Linked DNA regions of Zea mays: region 2 is linked to region 1. A link is a contact called in public Hi-C data. All regions are on one chromosome and are shown on one strand. Each heading gives the region's core, a stretch centred on a gene start, on an enhancer-like site or on the middle of the called end of the contact. The rest is flanking DNA. Distances are from core to core; before and after follow the strand shown.

The links. Hi-C and Micro-C count contacts between places; a contact is called where the count stands out from the background.
Region 2: a Hi-C map of leaf shows a contact between it and region 1, with 2.7 times the contacts expected there. The contact joins the promoter of LOC100277410 here to the promoter of LOC100502171 in region 1. A contact is called at or near these places in 3 of 25 Hi-C or Micro-C datasets (bundle sheath, ear and leaf).

The regions. Positions count from the first base shown.
Region 1 is chr6:175,333,147-175,341,021 of Zm-B73-REFERENCE-NAM-5.0, reverse strand. It overlaps LOC100502171, which reads left to right and starts at 2,972. Exons shown (of 11, transcript NM_001363208.1): 1 at 2,972-3,426; 2 at 5,354-6,108; 3 at 6,762-6,867; 4 at 6,942-7,875. The coding sequence starts at 6,953.
Region 2 is chr6:175,610,237-175,618,111 of Zm-B73-REFERENCE-NAM-5.0, reverse strand. LOC100277410 (hydroxyproline-rich glycoprotein family protein) reads right to left here and starts at 4,094. Exons shown (of 4, transcript NM_001150976.2): 1 at 4,001-4,094; 2 at 3,637-3,771; 3 at 1,817-3,053; 4 at 1,179-1,656. The coding sequence starts at 3,765. The coding sequence ends at 1,430. It overlaps LOC100274290, which reads left to right. Exons shown (of 6, transcript NM_001148654.1): 6 at 1-535. The coding sequence ends at 208. LOC118472275 (a long non-coding RNA gene) reads right to left here. Exons shown (of 3, transcript XR_004850396.1): 3 at 5,965-7,875.

The DNA of each region.
Region 1 (7,875 bases), core at 1,723-4,222:
AGATTCTGAGATTATTCTAATCCGAGGAGTTTTCTGCTAAGCTTCCATGCAGCAGACGCCAGTTGATCTGCTTATTTTGTCGCTCAACTGTTTGGAAAGTTGATGGCGCCACAAAGGATGGCATATGCTGCCAGAGTTACCTGTACTAAAGCTTGTTTTTTTAGGGATACAAAGACTCCATATGATGATCACGATTATTATTATTCTAATCCACGATCAATTGTACTTCGACATGGATTGTACTACCTTCCCTGGGGTGGGGAATTGTACTGCCTTCCTGAAACATGCATCAGTAAACACTTTCTAACACCGTCTATCGATGATGGATGCCTTCCTGAAATTGTACTGCCTTCCCGCAATTTTCAAGCTTTCACCAATCCACTGCTAGTATTGTAAATTTTGGAGAGAGGAAAAAAAAAACATGAGGATAGCAGCCAGGAATAGACATATTGGATGACCTGAATGCTGGTAGGCCCATTGGACTCAGTGGCTCCGAGATCTAGTGGGAGCAGCACAGGTGCTTCACTGATTAATTGATTGCAGAGTTGAACACGGCCCTGGTGCCATGATGACGAACTAATCTGGTGTTGACCTACTGCTGCGAGAAAGGGAATTCGAGATGGAGAGGCAGCTAGCAGAGAGCAGAGCACTATGAACAGCAAACACTGCATCATGCAAGCACAGTCCTCCCATTGCTATAACATTTTATGTTATCTTTACCAATAAAAAAGAGAATCCTTTTTGTATGCCTTTAATTTGCTACGTATCAAGCAATGGGCCTGGATGAATTTCAGGGGAAAAAAAGAGGACATCGTTAAACACACATGGCAAATGCATGTGCAAATCATGCGTGTACAGTGCGTCCACAACAGGACTTATGCGTGCTGTGCGCGACCATCGACGGTTACTCCAACAAGGCAATAACGTTCTCTATATATATGTAAATACTTATATTAAAGACATTTTTATTTTATATATATATGTATTTGTCATACTCTAAAATGTATTATAAATATTTTAGTTTTGATAAACCGGTTATTTAAAGTATTTAAATGGATAGAGGTTTGTTTAGAGAAACTCTCTCTATATAGAATCTAGCAGCATCCTCTAAATTTAGAGAACCGTTTGTAGGACGCTGTTGGAGAGCGTAGATGGCCGTTTGATCCTCTATGTTTAGAATAGATGAGCCTTTAGGGGCCTTTGTACATTTGAGAGTATGACAAATACATATGTACAAAAAAAAATAAAAAATGTTTCTAATATAGATATTTGAGTATAGAAGACGTGATTTAGATGACGTTGTTAAGAGAAAGGATTTATAGAGAATGAAATCTTTTGGAGAAAACTGTGAAGAATGAATATAAATGATAAATATAGAGGATGTTGCTAGAGACAACAGACCCGTATAGCAAACGAGCCATGCATATGCTAAGGGGAAAAAAAAAGTCAAGACGACGGTCCACAGACCAACTTCACGCTTCGGCTGAGATCTCGACCGGCTGTTAACTTGGAATCTATCCATCCAATTCCATATAGCTATCAACAACATAATAACAAGTTGGATGAGAAAGGAAGCATATTCCGCAGATCATCCGAAACCCATTTCGTTTTCAGCATTTAATTTACACGTACACTGGCACTGCCTTCCATTCCATTCCATGCATGTCTCTCTAGAATATCCACTCGAGATACCTCAGAAAGTGTAGCCCAGCACATGATCCATCAGATCCTTTGAGCTGAGAACGCCACTTGCCCCTCCCTCCTCTCCTCTCCTCTCCTCTCCTCAGTGTGTCCTACTGGTTCGCTGCCGCCGTCGCCACCGCTCTAGAAAGCCATCTGTTGCGATTGCTGAAATTATACACAAACTTGACATGAATCAGTCTTGTCTTGTAGAAAAAACGTAGGAATAGAAAGAAAGATCGCAAGCAGCCAAGCAGATAGCCGGGCGATGCAATGGCTTGCGTTCCGATCCAGTGACGCAACTTGCCGTTCTTTTCTATGCGTGTGATGAGAGCTGGGAACTACGTGCTTCTGGTGACCGCAAAGAAAGGAAGGCTGGCACTAAGCAAGCAAAAAAGGAGAGGCGGCCACTCCACTGTGTCGTGGCGCCGCCTGCTGCACTTCCAGCGGTGTCGCAACGGCCATGTGGAGGGATATTCTGCAGGCGATCCCGGGATCCTGCAAACTTGCAGGGGTAGTAGGGAGTATATTATTATGGCCGTCGTCAGCAGACCGTTCAAAACCATATTTTGCACAGCTGTTTTTTTTCTCCATTTTTGTTTTACTTGGTACCGTGAACTGCAACGCAAAAGTCTCATTTGAACTAACGACATTTTGGATGTTCTGCTCGATTCCAGTTGTCTTTGGTCGGACGAACTGTTCTTTTTTTTTGGGTGTGTGTGTGTGTGTCTAGAATAAAAACAAACAATTCAACCAAATATCAGTTAAGCTACCTTTTAGCTCTAAAAATGTCTATAGCTTTTTTTAGGCTGGATCTTTGCATTTATATGGTTGGTCAGAACACTAGCTAGCTATGCCCAGCTAAAATTTGAGTTGTTTCTCCGTGGGATCGAAGTGGCAAATTCCTGCAGCCAACAATGGGGATTCCAGAGCAATCGCGCTGGCAAAAGTAGAAGCGGATCCGACGAGAGCGAGACACGGGGAAGGAACTCAAGAGGGGCCCAATCGGCAATAATAGCTTCCCGTTCAGCTCGGGTCAACTCACCGGCCTGATCACCCTGACCCCGGTTAGGTCCGCGTCATTTCGGAGCAAGGAAATGGAAATTCGGGAGCCCACCAAAAGCTTTCGTCTTCAGTTCCCAACACCTGTATTGGTCTATTGGAGAGAGAAAAAGGGAGAGTGGAGGAAGAACACGCGAGCTCGTAAAAGTGGCAGGGTGGGGGATGGGATCCCATTAGCGCAGCGCAATTAGGCGCGCCCTCGGCTAAATAAAAGAAGCCAAAAGAATTGCGCGCGGCACCGGAAAGGCGAGGCCTTTGCGCTCGCGCACCGTAGAAATCGTTACCGGCACCGCCACCACGCCCACTCGAGCAAGCCGCCGAGCACCCAGCGAGAACCTCCCACTCCTCCCAGTGGCTCTCTGTCCTCTCGCGCCCCCTCGCGTCCTCACTGCCACTTGAAATACCGGTGGGCACACGACCGCTCCAGTGTTCAACTGCTCCGGGCTGTGATTTGGTGCGACTTGGTGTTGTTGGTGGTGGTGCTACACGTCTTGGCCTCTGCTTCCTCGGAGGGATTGGAGCCGTTTGAACTCAGGAGCTTGCTGCTGGCCATGGTCCAAGGGTTAGGGGATGGATTGAGGCGTGGGGGGAGAGGAGCGCAGTAGCTTCCTCTTCTTCTTCTTCTTCGGTGCGCGGGTCTGGGCTCTCGGGAGCGAGCATGGCGGCGGGTTGGGATTGCGACAGGTATGGACACCATTGCGTCAGGCTCCAAATTTGGTACCTGCTTTCGAGGTTCGTTTCGCGTGTTGTCGATGGGGCGCCGGCGGTTTCCCCCCTGGCTTCACTGCCTCTTGTGCCGGCGCAGCCGCTGCTCCTCCCCGGTTCCTACCGCGGCGAACCCCAGCCGCGTGATCGTTGTTGAGGAGCGCGAATTATTCGTGCTATGACTATATTGTTGATTCTTCGTAGTTGTGTTTCTGCCATGTTCCCTCGGCTATCACTGGGGTTATGCCGTTACTTCTTTGTTGTTGATTGAAAGCGAAAGAAATATCTGGCTTCTTTGTTGGGTTTGGAGCTGTGAGATTAGGGAAATTTGTTTGTCTTGTTTGATTGGTGTGCAGGGTACTAAGGTTTAGTTGGGCTCCATCTTTGTTTGCTTCTAGGATGATGTAACTAGCATGGATAGATAATTGGTTGTGTTTGATTTATTCGGAAGGTTGGCTCATTTGATGGGTTGTGTCAATTGCCATAGCTGCTTATGAGTGGTTATGATGCTGCCGTGTATGTGATTTCTTGTTATCTTCATGTTTACCAGGAAGAATCTCAATTTCCCATGTCAAGTTTACAAAATGGCACTTGTGTTAACTAAAAAAACTAGTGGTTTCCCTGATTCAAACTTTTGTTTGTCTGATAATTTCTTCAGTTAAATAAAGTTGGAAGTACAGGTTATTTTAGGGAATCATCCACTCTGCCTTCTTTGGTTGATTTGGTTTTTGCCTGCCCCATCTATTGGTGAATTAGTGCTTTAGCCTGAACTTTCAGATCTTTCATTCATTATGTCTATTTTACCTTGCAGTAGGAAAAAGGACATACCGATTGCTGTAGTTGTCATCGATCAGGGAAATAACTTTTACATGTTTGTATATGCGTACTCTAGCAAGCAAAACTCTGTGGCCCTGTTTGGGACAGCTGCTGCTTGTTAAAAAAGCAGCTTATCTGATAAGCTGGTAAAAAGCAGCTTCTGCTTGTTGGCTGCTTTTAGTTCATTTTGAGAAGCAGCTGAACTGATAAGCTGCTGCAGAAGCTGCCTGTTTGGCAGAACTTCAGCTTAAATTTGTGAAGAAGCTGAAAATAAGCTGTGCCAAACAGGGCCTGTATCTACTGTTTCTGCTGTCATTCTGGGTAATAATCTCAATATATCATTGCCTAAAAAATCTTAATATATCAGGCTTCCATGTTGTTGGAATACGGTATTTTTGTTGGTTTGAACTGTCTTTTTTATTCTTTTGGTGTCTTGGACTATACTTATTATGGTGTTTGAGAAATAAAATGGTAAATGCAAAGGCAAAAAAGAATCTGATATGTTTGAGCATTTTTAACCAATAATTATTTGTTCTTAGAATCATATTTCTGATCTGCCCCATTCATTTTTACGCAACAACTTCTAATTTAGAGGGTTTTATCTTTTTACTGTTCATATGCCCAACAAACTTCATTAATGGAATTAGCCTAGTATATTGAGAAAATTAAGGGGATTTTCTACTGTATTCGTCCTTGAAAGCCTCAATTTCCTTGATCAGCATTTTCTATGAAGCATGTAAATATTTTTGTCTCTTTGTAGGCTTGCATGTTGCATGATATTATTTTGTAGTAAGATGCGAAAGGACTTCTAGTTGAGTTGGTTATGTGGTCTGAGTAGCACTCCTCAGGTCCTGGGTTTGACTCCCCGTGTGAGCGAATTTCAGGTTGTGGTTAAAAAAAATCCCCTCGTCTGTCCCACGCCAAAGCATAGGTCTAAGACTCGGTCCCCATCGCGGGTTTTTTGACCTGCGTGAGAAGGTCTTCTTCTTAATATAATGCCTGTGTGCTGTCTTACCCCCGTAGGTCGAGTTTTTTTTTATTTTGTAGTAAGATGACCATTTGAACTAATCTTCTCTTGCTATGGTTTCAGGGTCAGCTGATCCTAGCAATTGGACCCGACAGACCATTTTATTCTGTGATCTCATCATAATTGAAGCCCCCACTGATGAAAAGCTGTTACCTTGGTTGCTTTCTTGAGTACTGGTCACCAGATAGTAGCATGTTCTCTTCTGTGTGATTAGGCTTGATTGTGGACTGACACTCCTGGTCACTTATCTCTTGTGATCATCCAGAGTATATCATCTGTCAGCTGATCTTTTCTCTATGGAATCGCTTCCCTTTATGAAAGTATCCTTGTTTTAGGGCAAATCTCCTTTGGCAAACATTGTTCAGGGTGCATCACTTTGCTGGTTATCCTGAGCATATTCTCCTCGTCGAATGAACTATCAGCAGCGAAGAGACTTCCAAATGATATCCATCAGGAAATTCTCATTTAGTTTGATGGAAGTTTCATAAGGTTTCGTACCATCTGATTTGCTGGGCAAATCTCCTTTGGCAGTACTTATTAATAGCTCTTTTGGGGGCAAATCTCCTTTGGCATTAGCTTTAAGATTTCTCACTGGGCAAATCTCCTTTGGCACTAGTTCTACCTTTAGTTTCACATCGCTCTTCGGGCAAATCTCCTTTGGCACTAAATACCAATTATATTTACTATTTTTAGTAAATCTCCTTCCGCTGTGCGCACTAGCATCTATATCTGGGTAATTCTCCTTTGGCATTATCAGTCAAGTGTGCTGCCTGCCTGCACATAACTTATACGAGAATATCAAGAAGTGATTCTGGAAGGTAATACACCGATTTCCTTCAATGCGACATTTGTGGTTCCTGCAAGCTATGATGGCCATTCATTACTTGTATCCCAATGATCCATAACTAGATGCACTTAAATGTAGGACATGTAACTAAAAAGTTAGAACACAAGGATAGAGAGAAACGCTTATGGCTTATCCAATCCTCACTCGGTTAATTTGATAATGGCTGTGAGAATGAAAACAAATTGTGACATCAACATCAATAGAAGGCTATGAGGCCATACATTTGTATTTCAGTGGATAGATAATATATTAGCATATTGCATAAGGTGATAATGGAAAAGTCTCCACAAGGTTTCTGTGCCACTCTCCATGTGGTTGCTATAGTCATGGCAGAATGGAATGGAAAAGAAATAACCATGTGGAGCAACACACAATCCAATAGTCAATTTTAGAACTAGACGATAAACAGATAAATTTTGAGCATGCCAAGTGTTTTAAGAATTTAAAAGGTTTTTTTGATAAAAAACCTGTAAATTATCCTTAAGATATAAGGTTTGGATGTTTGGTATTGTTAAGGGTACCTCCCGCTCCCAGTACATTGCAAACACCATAAAGAGATATGGTTCTGTTTATCTTTTCTCGTTACGATCTCTGATCCTCTTATATTTCCATCATTTTCTGCAGAAATACTTGGCCAGCTGGTATATTGACCTTCTGGACATCAATTTGCATATTGTTCCTTGTTCTTGAGATTACCACGTTACCCAAGCAGCCACACCTTACTAAGAAGGTAGGTAATTATGGAGTAACATTTCTTAACAAGGTTGTCTTATGCCGTATCAATAACCAAGTGTGACGTTGCAGGGTTTGAAATCATGGATTTGTTTACAATTGACTCGGATAGTGAGTCATATACTGGGACCAGTGACAGTGAAGACCAAGAATGTGAATTTACATATAGTGACCATGCCCAAAACATCTTGTCCAGTCTGGATGAGAGCATTGGCAAGATTGATAATTTTTTGACTTTTGAAAGGGGGTTTCTGCATGGGGATATAGTCTGCCCTGTTTCTGATCCCTCAGGTCAGCTGGGACGTGTTGTTGGTGTTGCAATGTTTGTTGACTTGGAGACAAGCTCAGGTGACATAATTAAAGATGTAAACAGCAAGAAGCTATCAAGAGTGAGATCTTTTGTTTCCGGTGACTGCGTTGTTATGGGGCCATGGATTGGACGAGTGATAAGAGCATTTGATCTTGTCACACTTTTATTCAGTGATGGAGCAAAGTGTGAAATCCTGTTAAGGGATTCGGATGTACTGAAGCCCATTCCTCCTGTTCTTTTTGAAGATGCACCTTACTTTTATTATCCTGGCCAACGTGTGAGGATAGTCGATCCGTCAGTTTCCAAGTCAGCAACATGGTTATGTGGATCATGGAGGCCCAGTAGAGATGATGGTATTGTCTCTCATGTCGATGTAGGGCTGGTGCATGTGAACTGGATCACATCTGTAACCAATGTTTGGGGAGATAAATCATCAAGTCCTCCAAACATTCAGGACCCAAAGAAGCTCACCTTGCTGTCATGTTTCCCTTACGCTAATTGGCAACTAGGTGATTGGTGTGCTCTTATGACTGACAACAATGGATGCCTCTGGATGGATTCTGGCAAGTCTTGTATTCTTAGTGAAGACCAGAAGTGTGACTCTCATGCACACATGTATTTTGAAAGTTATGGTTCAGATTGTTCTCAAACATTTGTTGTTGCCAAGACAAAGAGCACTGTTGATGTTCTGTGGCA
Region 2 (7,875 bases), core at 2,845-5,344, 280 kb before region 1:
CTCCCTTTTGTATTCGTCAGGATGTTGGCCTTGCCATTTTGGAGAGCTACTCCAGGACTCTGGAGAGCCTGGCTTTCACGGTCATGTCTCGGATCGAGGACGTTCTGAGCGCGGACTTGGCCGCTCGAGATCTCAGGAACACGGAATCGATGAGAATCGCCGCCAGCTTAGCTTCGGACGACACCGACAAGGTCGTCTCAGACGCTAAAGCCGAGGTAGAGAAGACGGGGAGAATGGAGCCGGTTTCGCCGGCGCTATCTGACTTGGTCGGCCCGAAGCTGACGAAGATCTCGCCAGTTGCAACCAAGAGGTTTTCGTACCTTGAGAATCTGGGTGGAACAAGAAGCCCGATAGCAAGACACTAGCTGCTGTAGGTAGGGGGTGTAGTGAGGGTAGATGGATCATGCCGTCGCAGAGCCTTCGGAAGAAGCTTTGTACATAGCATAGATGCCCACTGCGAACGTTTGTCTAACGATAATGTGACATCTAATCGACTAATAGAGGCAGAAGTTCTTAGAGCGCAAACATTATCACCAAAACCATGCCCTGCCCTGGCTTTCATAATCACTTTATTTAACACTTTTATCTTCATTGTTCATGGCGGCCTCTTCTAATGTCACCCTTGCTGAAAATGCTCTTCTTGAGGGCCTTCCACAAAGTTGCAAGGAAGATAAAAAACAAATGTATGCCGGGGGAGCGATGGCGCCGATTAGTTTGAACGGCAATCATGACGTCTCTCCGTAACGTCAGTGGAGCAGTACGTCAAAGAGTTCTTTTTTTTATGTAGCAGAATAAATAATAACCAGCAAGTGAAACACGGATCAAAATATTCTTGACGTCGACCAGCTGTTGCTTTCTTCGCATATATATATAAGACCCTAGACGTCAGATTGGCGTTACACAAGTTGCTGTCTTGCTGAGACATGCGAATAAAAAACACAACAGCCCGTTCTCACTTGGCTTTAATTCGTACCAGCTTCTATAGTATTTTATGTTTATAGAGTGCAGCTGCAGTTCATACAGCTGGTTTTAATCCGAAACGAACAACTTGAAAACACTATAGAATCAGTAAAAGCCGGTACGAATTAAAGCCAAACGAACAAAGATTCCCAATCAACATGCTGCAGAATTCAAACGCAGCCTACATCATCAGGATTCAGGAAGACCAGAACACAGTTCCTGTAATTTGCCAACGATATTTCATTTCACTGCTCCTGGGAAAGACTGCAGGTGTCTACAAAGAGGATCTTGGAGTTCAAACAGAGTACAAAGCTCATCATCACATACCCAGAACACACAATCTGATAATATAATCCTCATATACGATAAAGGCTACTCTTCGCCTACAGATCACTCTAATGACAGCTCAAATTCAATGCACACACTGCTCTACATGAACTATGAAATTGCCATGCATACTAGTGACTTATTAGTGCAGTTGTCTTGCCAATGCGCTACGCCGCGATAAAACACCGTTGGCATCCCTCAGACTCCTTGTCCTTCTGTACTCAATCTCTGCGTCTGAGCAAGAATGGCCAGGAGGAGATTTCTTCCTTACCTCTATCGGTTTTAGAGATATTTCATCCGTTGTCCTTCTGAAAGGATGACCATCTCTCGCAATACCCTCGTCCTCAGACAGATGACCCCCTTTTGTTACTGCCATGTGAGAGCAGAAATACAATGAGCACGTGTGGAAAGAGACACAACACTAGTAGGGGCATAACAAGTTTGTTCCTATTAAAATCTGAGTGTAGAAATCAGCGTACAATATGTATTTCATGCCAGCAGATTAGTAGCAAGAAAAACCTAATGTTACCTTTGAACACGTCCAAGCGCAGAACTTTATTTGGAGAATCAATCGAGAGTTGGTTTGCTGATTTCTTTGGGCTCGTGCCATCTTTAACGTAGGTGCATGATTTATCCGCCTTCTGAACCTCACTAGGCAGATCACTGAATGGGCAGATCTCAGTAGCAGGAGCATTGTTTCCAAATGGTGATATACTGAATGACTCGTCAACCGCATCTGGTATCCCAACATAAGATTGAGATTGGACAATTTCATCGGCACTAAACCCAAATGAAGCTCGGTAAGCTTCGATTTCATCGGCATCTTGCTTCTCCCTGGATACGCTAACCCTCCCGCCATTATGTGGAAATGCCTGCTGAGCCTGGTCCAGGTAGAACTGAGCAGATGCCGCTGGCCGAAAGAAATTGCTATCTAGCATATAGTTTCTCGGGGTATTTGAATCCAGACCAAAAATATTGGTTGGTGAGGTCCTGGCATACGGTGTGTCACAAGCAGATCTAGAGGTCTTCCATTGTGCAGTGGTTTCTTGCTCAGGAATGGGCGAAGCCCTGAAATATGGTGTGTCGCACGCGGACCTAGAGGTCTTCCAATGGGCAGGAGGAACCTCTTGCTCAGGTATAGGTGAGGATAGACCAGTCCTCGGAGTTACTGAAGCCGGTGAGATGAGGCTGCTACAAGGGCTTTCAGGGTAAAGTGGGTAGGATGCTTGGAGTCCTGAACCACCAGAATAGGTTGTTGATAAGAAAGGCATGTTATGCTCCTTGCTAGCAGTTTTGATATCCATAGAAGAAGAAAGAAATCTAGCATATGGAACATCTGGAGAAGAAGGTGTAGTTGCATGGGCTAGTTCAGGTGGTGGGGTCAACGGTGCTGTGGATGGCTCAGTTGTGTAAGTTGAGAAGACAGGTGGTGAGACAAGTTGAGGTTCATTAGCATATGGCCCAACGGCGAACATATTAGACGTTGGGCCACCAGGAGAGTTTGCGGATACAGACAGAAAGCAATTTGGCGATTGAGCAGTCGAAGGAAGTGCAGAGTTTGAGAAGGATGCCGGTGATGATGGTGGAGCCAGAAGAGATAAATTCATAGGCATATTTTGGTTTGAATTGGCACCAGACTGGAGACCATTTCCGCGAGCATTTGATCCATTCCCATCAGAAGTACGTGCTGCAGGAACAATTCTTTTCCCGCCCTTCTGCGATCCGAAACATGATAAGCCTGAAAAGCAGCCAGCCCATCTACTTTGCTGTTTAGAGTAGAGAAGCACATGTAAGTCCAAACAAATAACTTAGCTGTCACCGCAGAAATAAAAAGAAAATGCATGACAACAGAATTTTAAAGAAACAGTAAACTACACTTTGTATACAAAAAAAAAATCCACTATCATTATGCGGAGAAAAACTACATAACGATAGGCATAAAAGGCAATCGTGCAATAGAACACAAGAAGTGTTAGTGTTTCGCAAAAAAATCAAAGGTATTCACATGGAAAAAATATTTTATCATAAAGCAAGGATTATCGGCAAAATCGAACTGAACAAATTATTGGATCGAAGTAACCAAGCATATATATAGTACTGAAGCCAAATTATTGCTGGTAAAGATGCCCAGTTTGAAACTGTAACCACTGCAGAGCAGTACAATTCGTACTGAGTAAGCAAAGGCTGGGCCAAATGGCCAATCTAGGTCGTCAAGGACTCAAGGCCTACTAAAATTCCGGTACTGATCCTGCCGTCCACATATCTAAAGCATGCAGGGCAAAAGCTGCAGCTAAAGCACAAGTCCGATTGCATCCGCCTATGGAACAACAAGTCGTGTAGTGTATGTACCCTGTCCTGCTGCTGTAGTAGTTGGGGGTGGAATCTGGCGTCGGCCGAGCCTGCTGCCGTCGCGGCAGCACTGATGGCAGCTGCACCATTCGCAGCCCTGGTGCCACTGCCGCTCCCGACTGAAGACATTTCTGACTGTATACACACACGGTTGCTCGAGATCAGGGGCGCATCCAGTAAATGGCATGGTGTACACATATACACCCGACAACTTTTTTTGCAAAGAATCCGAAATTAGTATGTATAATGCATGTGTGCACCTGTAATTAGATCAGATCCAGCTGCAAATAAGCCAGATAGTTTAAGTTAGGGTTTGTGTGCTCGGTTTCGCACATCTGGACGGGAAGACAGGAAGTGCGCATACCTCGTGAGTGCTCGTCGTCGGCGATGGTCCCGTCGAAGGCTTGGGCACCTGGCGTAGGTCGGCGCCGGCGGTCGCCCAGTCGTCTCCACGAGAGAGAGAGAAACAGAGTGTGAGTGAGAGTGAAAGCACACGAGGGGGTGAACCGGAGAAGAAAAGGCAGGGGGCGAGCACGGTCGTGCTTTTTTATTCAATTTAGCCCTTCTGAAAAATAGTATTTCCAAATATATTCACGACGTAACTTATTACAGGTTTTTCTACATCTGTTGGCCACAACGTCTCTGGTCAGTGTCTAAAATAATAAAATAAATGTTTAGATGATGTTTAGCTCAAAGGAAATTTTTTAGAGTGCACGGAGGCGAAGGTGTCGTAAGAAAAGCTTCGATGCTGATAAAGAGAGACTTCAACGAAAGACGATGTCCAAAGGAAGCTTCGGAGAAGAAAAGATATAAGAGGTTTCAGTAAATATAAGACGTGTGTGACACGCTTGCGCTGTGAAATTACATGAATGTGCTCCGTATAATGTGGAGAGTTACTATATAATAGAGAGGGTAAAAATAACCTTATATGAAAGTGTAATGGAGCTCGATCCTAGGGTTGACCATTTGCTAATTTTGTGCCTATTGTTATATTTGCTCGAAAGTAGACTTGTTTAAATGTCAGGTCCAGATCGGGTCACAGTCAATTCGTAAGTCGTTTGGCACAGTTTGTATCCGACTCGTGCATAATACCGAGTCGGGTCAAGTTGGCTCGTGTATCTATTGGACGTGTCATTTCCGATCCCAACAGGGAAATGAGAGAAATAGATGCTCAATTTAAAGTGAGTAAACAGAATTCCATACTCGATCTCATATATTCCTACAGAATTATGTGGAAAGCCGTATTCCATGAAAATAGTATGTATGGCTTGGAGAAAGATCTTTCCTATCTTTTAAAATCCACTAAAGGCCAAAAAGCCAAAAAAAGTTGATTCGTTATAGATTATTGTAGATTAAAAACTCATGTGCTCGACCCATGGATTATTGTAGATTAAAAACTATGGCTCGTACACACCCGTTGTATTGATCGAGTAAGAGTTTTTTTCTGACATGTTAGATTGGGTTGCTTGGGTTAGGCGGCCCATGCTCAGGACCCTAAATCCTATAGCCGAAAGATAGCTTCCAAAGGTACGAGAATGACGCTAAAACTCCTATTAATGAATGACGATATTTTATGTATTTTCTTATGCCCAAACTTCTCGTTTGCTTATATCAATTATCAACGGTTCAAAACGGCTAGCTCGCACGCAAATGTGGACCAATTAAAACATGGTACGTTGCTAAAGTTGTTCAATACTGACCGAGTTGGATCAGGTCGAAATGGTCAATGTACCGGTGACCATCGATCGGCCGAACAGAGATCACATTGAAGCCAGCGTGGTCTATGTGCAGGCCAGGCCATGTCAGCGGTCTATACAAACCGACGTTGAAACCAGCCTCAATCCTAAAAAACAAGACAACGTATTTGAGACAATATTCATCTTCCATCTTGCAATCCACATGCCACTACGTGAACTTTGAGCACCCAGGGCCCAGGGCGTAGTAACACGAACACCCCGTGATCACTGGACGTAGGGAGGGGACCTATGAACTAGTATAACTACTTCATCGAAATCCTGTGCGTAACACTGAATTTACTGACATCAGTGGTATTTCTTTCCCCGTCTCAAAATAAAATTTGTTTTAGTAGATTCATACAATAATTAATATATGTGTTATATATATATATATATACTAGGTAAGTGCCCGTGCGTTGCAACGGGAATATATAATATCACGATAACTTATATATAAAATGTGTGTTATATTATTATGAGAAAAAGGATATTGAACAAATATATTAGCAATACACAGTAGCCTCCAAATTCATTAAAAATTCTATTAAACTACCAGACCCCGAAACATCAAAATGTCGAAACATCAAAATGTCGAATTCAGAGCAACAATCAAATGATGAACATCAATAGCGTACAACATTAAATTGTCTCGTCAGAAAAAAAGACAGCAATGGTATGTGGCCAAAGATGGATCAAATGTATCATCGTGTGACAATAGCTCACTTTGTCAGGTGGCCAGATACTTGTTCCTCCAACACTACTTGTTCATAAGATGCATTATTCCCTAGTGAGCTATACTCTAATACTACTACTGCATTGAACATTCCTTTCACATGAAGGCAGTTTCAGAGTACTGATCGGTGGTCCATTGCTGCAGACTGTTCTTCAATCCTTGGGGAGCGATACTTGTCGTTAATGCTGTTTGATGAGCTGAGAAAGGATCCTTCCTTCTAGCACCATCCTGTCGACTCCACGCATTCTATCATGTGGCCAGATTATGTGTGATACGCCCTTCCATCCGACCTAGAGGAATCTGCAGCTTACAAAATTAGAACATGAAATGAAAACTGAATCTTGTGTACTGTAGAAACAAATATGATTAGTATCGCAATTTTTTTCTCATAAATTAACTAATTGCTGGTAATTAAATTATGAATCTTAGACAGGAAAGTTCTTCACAATAAAAGATATGTAATTAACTAATAAAAAATGTTACTTATTGATCTGTAATTGCATTCTATCAGGAAGCCAGATCAGCTAATAAAAAAGAACAGACACTGAAGGACTCAGTTAATCTTGAATCAATTCAATTACCTCTTGCACTGACGTGCTATGTTCTGAGGTAAGCTGCAGAGCTGACAAGAGCGGAGTGCCATCCCCAACCAATCCATCGGACGAACACTCACTGATATTTACAGAATTTCTTTACCATTATCACTCTCCCCCACTAAGTTTACATGACATTTATGCTACCTCATCCATTTTGTACCCCAATTACAATAACAACTACAGTTTTACGTCGTACTATAAAGAGACGCTGTCAGGGTGTTCGGTGAAATGGCCGGTGCCTGGGTCAAGCCTGACGAATACGTTTATGCCACCACAATCACAGGTTTGGGTAGGCTACATGATGCAGATCGGGCACTTCAGGTACTGGGAAAGATGAGGGAGGCATGGGTCGAGCTGTGGGAGTTAACATACAATTCTATGGTGGGTGTACTTGTGAAGGTGGGAAGGATGGATGAGGTATTGCAGCTGAAGGATCAGATGATGCTGGCTACGGGGAAGATGGATGCGGCTCTCGCGAGAATGTTGATGCACGTGTACTATTTGAGTGGAGAAGTTGGGAAAAACATTAGAATTGTTTGATGTGGTTGCCAGTGACACTGTCCAATGTGGCATATGGGTTGATGAACAAAGGTTGTGAAGATGAGGGGATGACAGATGAGACATATAAGCTATGCCGCCAGATGATAGAGCAAGGGCTACTACTGAGCACATATGAGTTCAATAGGTCTGTCCGCAGCATCATCGATTATCTCTTTAATATAAGGGTTTTCTATTGCCACTCGGGCTATCGCTTTATCTCTCCTAGTTTGGAACAGATGATGCTGATGATCGATGATATGGGTGATCGGAATCATGGACGCTCTCTCCCTCTACTGCTCTATCTACATCTTTTGTTGCCAATACTTCCGTTTGCTATGAAGATATAGCCTCTGAAAACAAAATTTTGCAAGCCGCCTCTTGTCCACGTCCGACACGATAAATTGTCCTGAACCACTCTAAACTGATGTTACTTGCAGCAGCGCCAAAATATAATATTTAATAGTTTATACTATATACTGGATGCAACAATTTAATAAAAGTTATAGCACAGTTCTATCTGACATCAAGCTTAAGGGAACCTACAAGTGAGGGGGCGTTGAAGTATGAGTGCATTGTGCATATTTTGTCTGTACCATAAACTTTTAGTTAATTGGCATTGCATGCAACTCAATAA